Linked DNA regions of Pan troglodytes: region 1 is linked to region 2. Evidence: chromatin contacts called from public HiChIP or PLAC-seq data. All regions are on one chromosome and are shown on one strand. Each heading gives the region's core, a stretch centred on a gene start, on an enhancer-like site or on the middle of the called end of the contact. The rest is flanking DNA. Distances are from core to core; before and after follow the strand shown.

What was found. HiChIP or PLAC-seq counts read pairs in DNA pulled down with a chosen protein or histone mark.
Region 1: an H3K4me3 HiChIP or PLAC-seq map of stem cell-derived excitatory neurons shows a contact between it and region 2, with 5 times the contacts expected there. The contact joins the promoter of GARNL3 here to the promoter of SLC2A8 in region 2. A contact is called at or near these places in 1 of 7 Hi-C or Micro-C datasets (stem cell-derived neural progenitor cells) and 1 of 1 datasets of contacts at active chromatin or transcription factors (stem cell-derived excitatory neurons).

The regions. Positions count from the first base shown.
Region 1 is chr11:11,230,136-11,233,273 of NHGRI_mPanTro3-v2.0_pri, reverse strand. GARNL3 (GTPase activating Rap/RanGAP domain like 3) reads left to right here and starts at 1,775. Exons shown (of 30, transcript XM_009457312.5): 1 at 1,775-2,046. It overlaps RALGPS1 (Ral GEF with PH domain and SH3 binding motif 1), which reads left to right. Exons shown (of 20, transcript XM_054659088.2): 20 at 1-475.
Region 2 is chr11:11,055,680-11,058,825 of NHGRI_mPanTro3-v2.0_pri, reverse strand. It overlaps SLC2A8 (solute carrier family 2 member 8), which reads left to right and starts at 1,261. Exons shown (of 10, transcript XM_001148685.5): 1 at 1,261-1,442; 2 at 1,532-1,694; 3 at 2,062-2,268. The coding sequence starts at 1,387.

The DNA.
Region 1 (3,138 bases), core at 526-3,025, 170 kb before region 2:
ACTATTCAGTAATGAAATAATATTAATTAATTAGTATGGTATAATCTTTAATAAATTTCGTGCCAAAATGCATGGTTTTCCACTTAGCATTCAAAATGTTGCATAGAGAGTAGTTTTCAATTTCTTATGTACTCTTCGAAGTAAGTTGAAAATCAGTTTCTACATTTTAATTCGTTTCCTGTTAAATCTGTTGCACTCTCCTGGGCTGTCTTTTTTTCCAGCAGACCCCTGCATGCAGTTGTGTAAGGACTTTCTCTAATTCTTGTGAATCGTCTCACCCGCAGTAACCACTGAACATCAATCAGCCCTCCATGGGGTTCTTTAGATTTTTGGTGAAGTATTTTGTTACCTCAGTCTTGTATCAAGTTGCTGTATTTTTCAGCTTGTTACATTGATAATAATTATTTCACTAATTAAATACTTTAATGTACAAACATCTTTGTTTACTTTGAAATTAAATGTGTTTTCCAATGAATATTGCTCAGTTTATTAAAGTCACACACATTCACTTAGCAAACAGTTGCTGTTTCAGATAGACACAAAGGAGGCATGGGGTGCCCAAAACTCAGCTAGGATGTAACCAGAACATAAAAACCCTGCAGGAGCAGCATCCTCAGGAAGGGACAGGCACTCCAGGGAGAGAGGCAGAAGACCTGGGGATGCTTTAGAAAGCAGTGGGTATTTGGAGATTCAGTTCAGAGGTTGCAGAACACATGAAGGGTGGGGGCAATAGGGAGACAGAAATGAGAAGATGCAGGATGAGGCTGGGAAAAAGGAGGCAACCTGATCTCACTGACTACAGGTTTTGCGGGAGTAATGGGATTTAAATCTGAAAAGATATGTTGGGAGGACTTCATGGTGTTAGGCAAAAATCCAGAACTCCATTATTCCTCGCTTGGAGAAAAAGGAGGGCTGTCTTAAACGGGTTATCTCATGGAAACCTGAGGGGAGGACCAGGGGCATCTCTAGAGGGGCTGGAAGGACAAATAGAAACACCTCCTCTACATCTTTCAGTGCTATCTGGGCAGCCCCTTCATTCTCTCACAAAGTTCAGGCCTTACCAAGAAAGAACCTGGAAGTCATTGAGGAAGTGTGCACCAGGGGGTGATGTAATCCACCCTATAGTTGACTATAGGTCAACTATAGTTGACCAATCCTATAGTTGACTATAGGATCCCCTGGCCCGGACTGCCTCAGTTTCCCAGCCAGTGCCTTCCAAATCTGCAGTGGCCAGTCCCCCAAGCACAGGTTCCCCCCAACAAGCACACTCCTCGGGCTCTGCTCCACCATCCCAGTTCCAGGCCAGCATGGCCACACCTCCCTAGCTACGACAAAACCCCGCTTGCCGAGGTAGCCCTAGCTTACCTCCTCCTCCTGATTTAGACAGCACGGTGGCCCCAGCTTTACCCAGATGGGGTCGCTGCCCTCAGTCACAGTGCAGTGTTCAAGGTCCCTGAGAAGAATGCATTTGACTTAGCGAAGTGGGGATGGGGTTGGGGGTTGTCACAGTTGGAAACTAACAGTCAAGACTCGAACCCACCACAACTGGTATCCTGCAAAGCTCCAGCCCCTTAGCCTCAAGGCGTCAGGCGCCACAAACGGCCACCAGGAGACAGCAATACCTCCACCTTGATGGGTGGCGGGATCCCGGAGCCAACGCAGACCGGACGGCGGAACGCCGCTTTAGCCCCGGGTGCGGGCATCTACCCAGCGCGGACCCTGCGGGCAGGCTGGGCGACGGCGCGGGAGGAGGGAGTGGCTGGGCGGGGCCACCGAGTTTGGGCGGGGCCTCTTGCGGCTGGGCGGGGCTGTGGCGGGCCCTGTCAGAGCAGAACTGAGCAGGCGGTGGAGCTGGGTCTGGTCCGGGCACGGAGTGGGGGCTTCGAAGGGAAAAGGCGGGGCTCCTGGGGGCGGAGCCATACCTGTGGGCGGGACATGGGAAAGGAGGGCCCGAGGGGCGGAGCTACAATAGAAAGGGCCAGGAGGTGCTGAGGCGAGGAGAGGCCGAACTCCAAGGGACGACGCTCGAGGAAGCAGAGGTTTGGGGTGAGTGCGAGGGCCTTGCGCGAGCTCAGTAGTGCAGGGGTAGGTGAGGGGGGCCTGGGTCTGTGCCGAGGGGCAAGCAGCAGGAGGGGTGGGGTCGTGGACGGGACAGTCGAGGTTAGGGTGGGCGTTTTGGGCCTGTGGGCCTCGCAGAGGTGCAGAAAGCCGGCGGCAAGAACCCCGCGGGGCTGGCGCGGGAGGGGCGTTACCGGAGCGCGGGGCGGGGCGTGGGCGGGGCGTGGGCGGGGCCTGCTCCGGGCTGAGGGCGCGGGGGAAGCGGAGCTGGAGTTGGGAGCGGGGCCGGGGCGGGGCCTGTAACAGGCTGAGCGGGCGCGGGGCGGGGCCGGGACCAGGGTGAGTGATCGCGGGGCGGGGCTTGGGCCCAGCGGAGGGTCTGGGCAGGCTGGGGTTCGGGGCGGGGCTGGGGCGGGGCCTGAACCAGGATGAGAGGCGCGAGGCGGGCTGGGCTGTTGTTCGGGGCGGCGCCGGGGCGGGGCCTGGACCCAGCGAGGGGCGTGGGGCGGGACGCGGGCTGCGGCGCGCGAGCCGAGCGGCCGGCCGAGGCCCGAGCCCACCCGAGTGCTCCCGAGCCCGCGGCCCCCGCCCGGGGCGATGGAACCGGAGCCCGGCGGGGTGGCCGCTGCGCTCCTGCGGCAGAAGAGGGCGGCGCTGCGGCGCAGGGGGTGCAGCTTCGAGAGCCCAAGGTACTGCGGACGGGGAGGGGTGCGGCCGGGCGGGGTGCCGGCCACGTGGGGGGATGGCGATGTGAAGGGACAGCGGGGCGAGGCCGTGGCGTGGGAAGGGTCTGCGGAGGTTCTCAGGAGCCCGGGCGCGGAGCCCGGGCTGAACGGCCGTGGGCCGTGGGAGGGGCCGGGCCGTCGCGCGGGAGGTGCAGGGACGGGTGTCGGGCGTCCAGAAGCGTCGGTCCAGTGGCAGGCCCCGCACGCCCGCGGCTTCGGCGGGGCATGGGCTGAGGAGAATGTGCCCTGCCCACCTCTGGTAAACCCTCAAGGGCAAGGTCGGGAGCTCACCCCTCCGTCCACTGGAGGCTTCCTTCCGGCGCCCGCGTGCCCTGGCAGCCGCACACCTGCTGCC
Region 2 (3,146 bases), core at 12-2,511:
AGAATACACATCTAGTGCTCGAGTTATCAAGCATTAGATGCTGTGGGAGTACAGAAGGGCAGTTGCCTAAGTCTTTAAGGATAGGCTTGTGGTCAGGACTGAAAAATGTTGGTTGCTAGAACCATCAAGTGACTGCAACATGTCAGTTGACTGTCTTCATCATACCGGTTAGCCTTTGAGTGCTTCACATGTCTTATATACATTACCTTGCTTCACAACTCTCCTGGAAGATAATGGTCATCCCCACTTAGAGATGAGGAAACACAAGGCCCAGAGAGGGATTACAAGCCAAGCCTCTTACTCCCATGCCCTGGCTCTTTCCAGAATTACACCAGCATTCCACCGCAGCTGCCTGCACCCAGAGTGTTGGGTATGAATCGGGTACAACTGGTGAGATCCAACAGTGCCTCCTCATTCGACTTGTGTGCACACGGGGAGAAGGTGGCATTAAAATCCACAGGGAACTCAAAATATGGAGGCAGGTAGATGAAGATTCAAGAGTCAGGACTCCCTGTGAAGTGAGTGACACTTAAGAGGGGGAGTGGAGCCCAGATCTGTCACACATACGGCGTGGGGGACCCCACCTACCACTGGTCCTCAGCACCTGGAGACCCGAGCCTTCAGCAATCTGGGAAGCATGAAAGTGGGTTTCGGTGCACAGGGCCACGCCTCCGCCGCCAGCAGCCCAGCGGGAGCGTCTGACCAGTCTCGGCCTCCGAGAGGAGAGGGAGGCGGCCCAGGACGGTCTGCTTAGAGGCTCTCTCCCCTGCAGAGCTGGGCCCAGGCAGAGGTCAGACGCCTCCAATACAGTCCCCAGGGCAGCGATTAAAGCAGGGCAGGAACTGCAGACCCGACCGGGCAGGACAGGTGCAGCTTCTCGGAGTTGGGGGCGGGAAGTCTCGGGCTGAGGCCCACGTGCTTCGCCTTCGCCCCGCCTCTACCCTCATTGGTTGAAGCCAGATTGAGAGGAGGTGCCAGAAAAAAAACTCCTCCCTCCAACCTCATTGGCCAGCTCAGTTCTGAGGCAGCTCTCCGGCCCCGTCTATGGGCTCGCACTACACTCCAATTGGGTGGTTGTTCTCCCAGACGGAAACTCCGCCCCACCTGTACCTTGGGCCGCTCCGCCCTAGGGGCGGTTCCAGCGCGCTTCGCTAATCGGTTCTATGCTTCCATTGGTCTGCTTTAATATGAAGGGCGGGTCCTAGCTGATTCGCTAGCCCCGCCTTGCGTTCCTATTGGCTGCTCCTGCTCTGCGGTTCCGATCCCGCCCAGCACCGTCCCCCACCCCCCGCCGCCCATTGGCTGCGAGAGGCCGGTGCGGGCCGCACTCGCAGGGCCGGTGGCGGTTCAGGGGCCAGAGCTGGCCGATCGGCGTTGGCCGCCGACATGACGCCCGAGGACCCAGAGGAAACCCAGCCGCTTCTGGGGCCTCCTGGCGGCAGGTGAGCTCCGGGGAACCCGGGCCCGGATGCGGCCTCGCCCTCCCGCCCCTCCGCGTCCGCTCCGCTCACCCTCGGCCCTGTCCCCCCAGCGCGCCCCGCGGCCGCCGCGTCTTCCTCGCCGCCTTCGCCGCTGCCCTGGGCCCACTCAGCTTCGGCTTCGCGCTCGGCTACAGCTCCCCGGCCATCCCTAGCCTGCAGCGCGCCGCGCCCCCGGCCCCGCGCCTGGACGACGCCGCCGCCTCCTGGTTCGGGGTGAGTCCCCGGGCTCCCTCCTCCAGCCCTGGGACCCCACGCCCTCCTCTCGGGACGGGCATCGGGACCCTCCGCCCCCCACCCTTTCTCTCGGGACAGGCATCGGGCCCCGCCGCCCCCCACCTTTCCCCACGAGACAGGCATTGGGCCTCTCTGCCCCCCATCCCTTCCCTCGGGACGGGCATCGAGCCCCTCAGCCCCCACCCCTCCCCTCGGGACCAGCACCGGGCCCCTCAGCCCCCTACCCCTCCCCTCGGGACGGGCGCGGGGCCCCGGCTCCTTTACCTCTGAGCCCGCGGGGAGTGGGCGGAGGGGGAGGATGGGCTGCGGCTTCGGCGCCCCCTCCTCAGCAGCCGCCCGCCTCCAGGCTGTCGTGACCCTGGGTGCCGCGGCGGGGGGAGTGCTGGGCGGCTGGCTGGTGGACCGCGCCGGGCGCAAGCTGAGCCTCCTGCTGTGCTCCGTGCCCTTCGTGGCCGGCTTTGCCGTCATCACCGCGGCCCAGGACGTGTGGATGCTGCTGGGGGGCCGCCTCCTCACCGGCCTGGCCTGCGGTGTTGCCTCCCTAGTGGCCCCGGTGAGTGTCCCGTCTCTCGAGTGTCCTGTCTCGCGGCCTGAGACCGAGGGGGAGTGGGACAAACCGCTCCCCAGGCCTGGGGGCGCGGCTCCCCCTGGCGGGACCTTCTGGGTGCCAGGCTTGAAGTCCCTGCGTTATCTCGCGGTCCCTCCCGTCGACCCTGGGAAGGATCCTACTGTTCTCTCCATTTTACACTGAGGTCATGACATGCAGTCTCGGAAAGGTGAAGTCCTTTGCCCAGGCGAGGTCCACAGCTAGTCAGAGGGGAAGCAGTTGCAGGAACCCAGGGTTGTCCCACTTAGCCGTGCCCCTCTTTTGCTCTACAAACCTGCGGATGATCCACAGGAGCCCACTCCCTACATTTTGGTTTTCATCCCTGGCTTCGGGTCAATGACTGCAATTAGCAGGAAGTTCCTGTCCTGATTTCTCTTGGGGCAAAGGCTGCTGGCCTCTGTGTTCCCCTTCCCTTCTCACAGGCCAGCCCCTCTGGCTTCCCCATCTTCCCCCTTTCCCCCTCCTGACCCAGGCTGCCCACTTGGGAGCCCCGAACATCTGGGTCAAATCCTGGTTCTGCCACTAACCTGAGCAGAGTGCCTCCCTGGGCCTCAGTTTCCTTCTCTGGAAAACAGGGATTATGGCATTAGCCCCTGAGGTAGTGGTCAGGATTCAGTGGGACTTTGGATAGACAGCCCCTGGCATGGCTTGTAGAGGACTGGATCCTGGCAGCTTGGTGACCCATGAACTGCCCCCAGCCATGGGCTTGGACAGTATCTCCCCCAAGTAAGGTTGAAAGCAGCCACTCAGGCCCCTCCCTGGGTGCTCATTTCACCAACGTTTGCTAACCGGCAGCAGCAGCTGGACCAGAAGAGGGTGGGGAA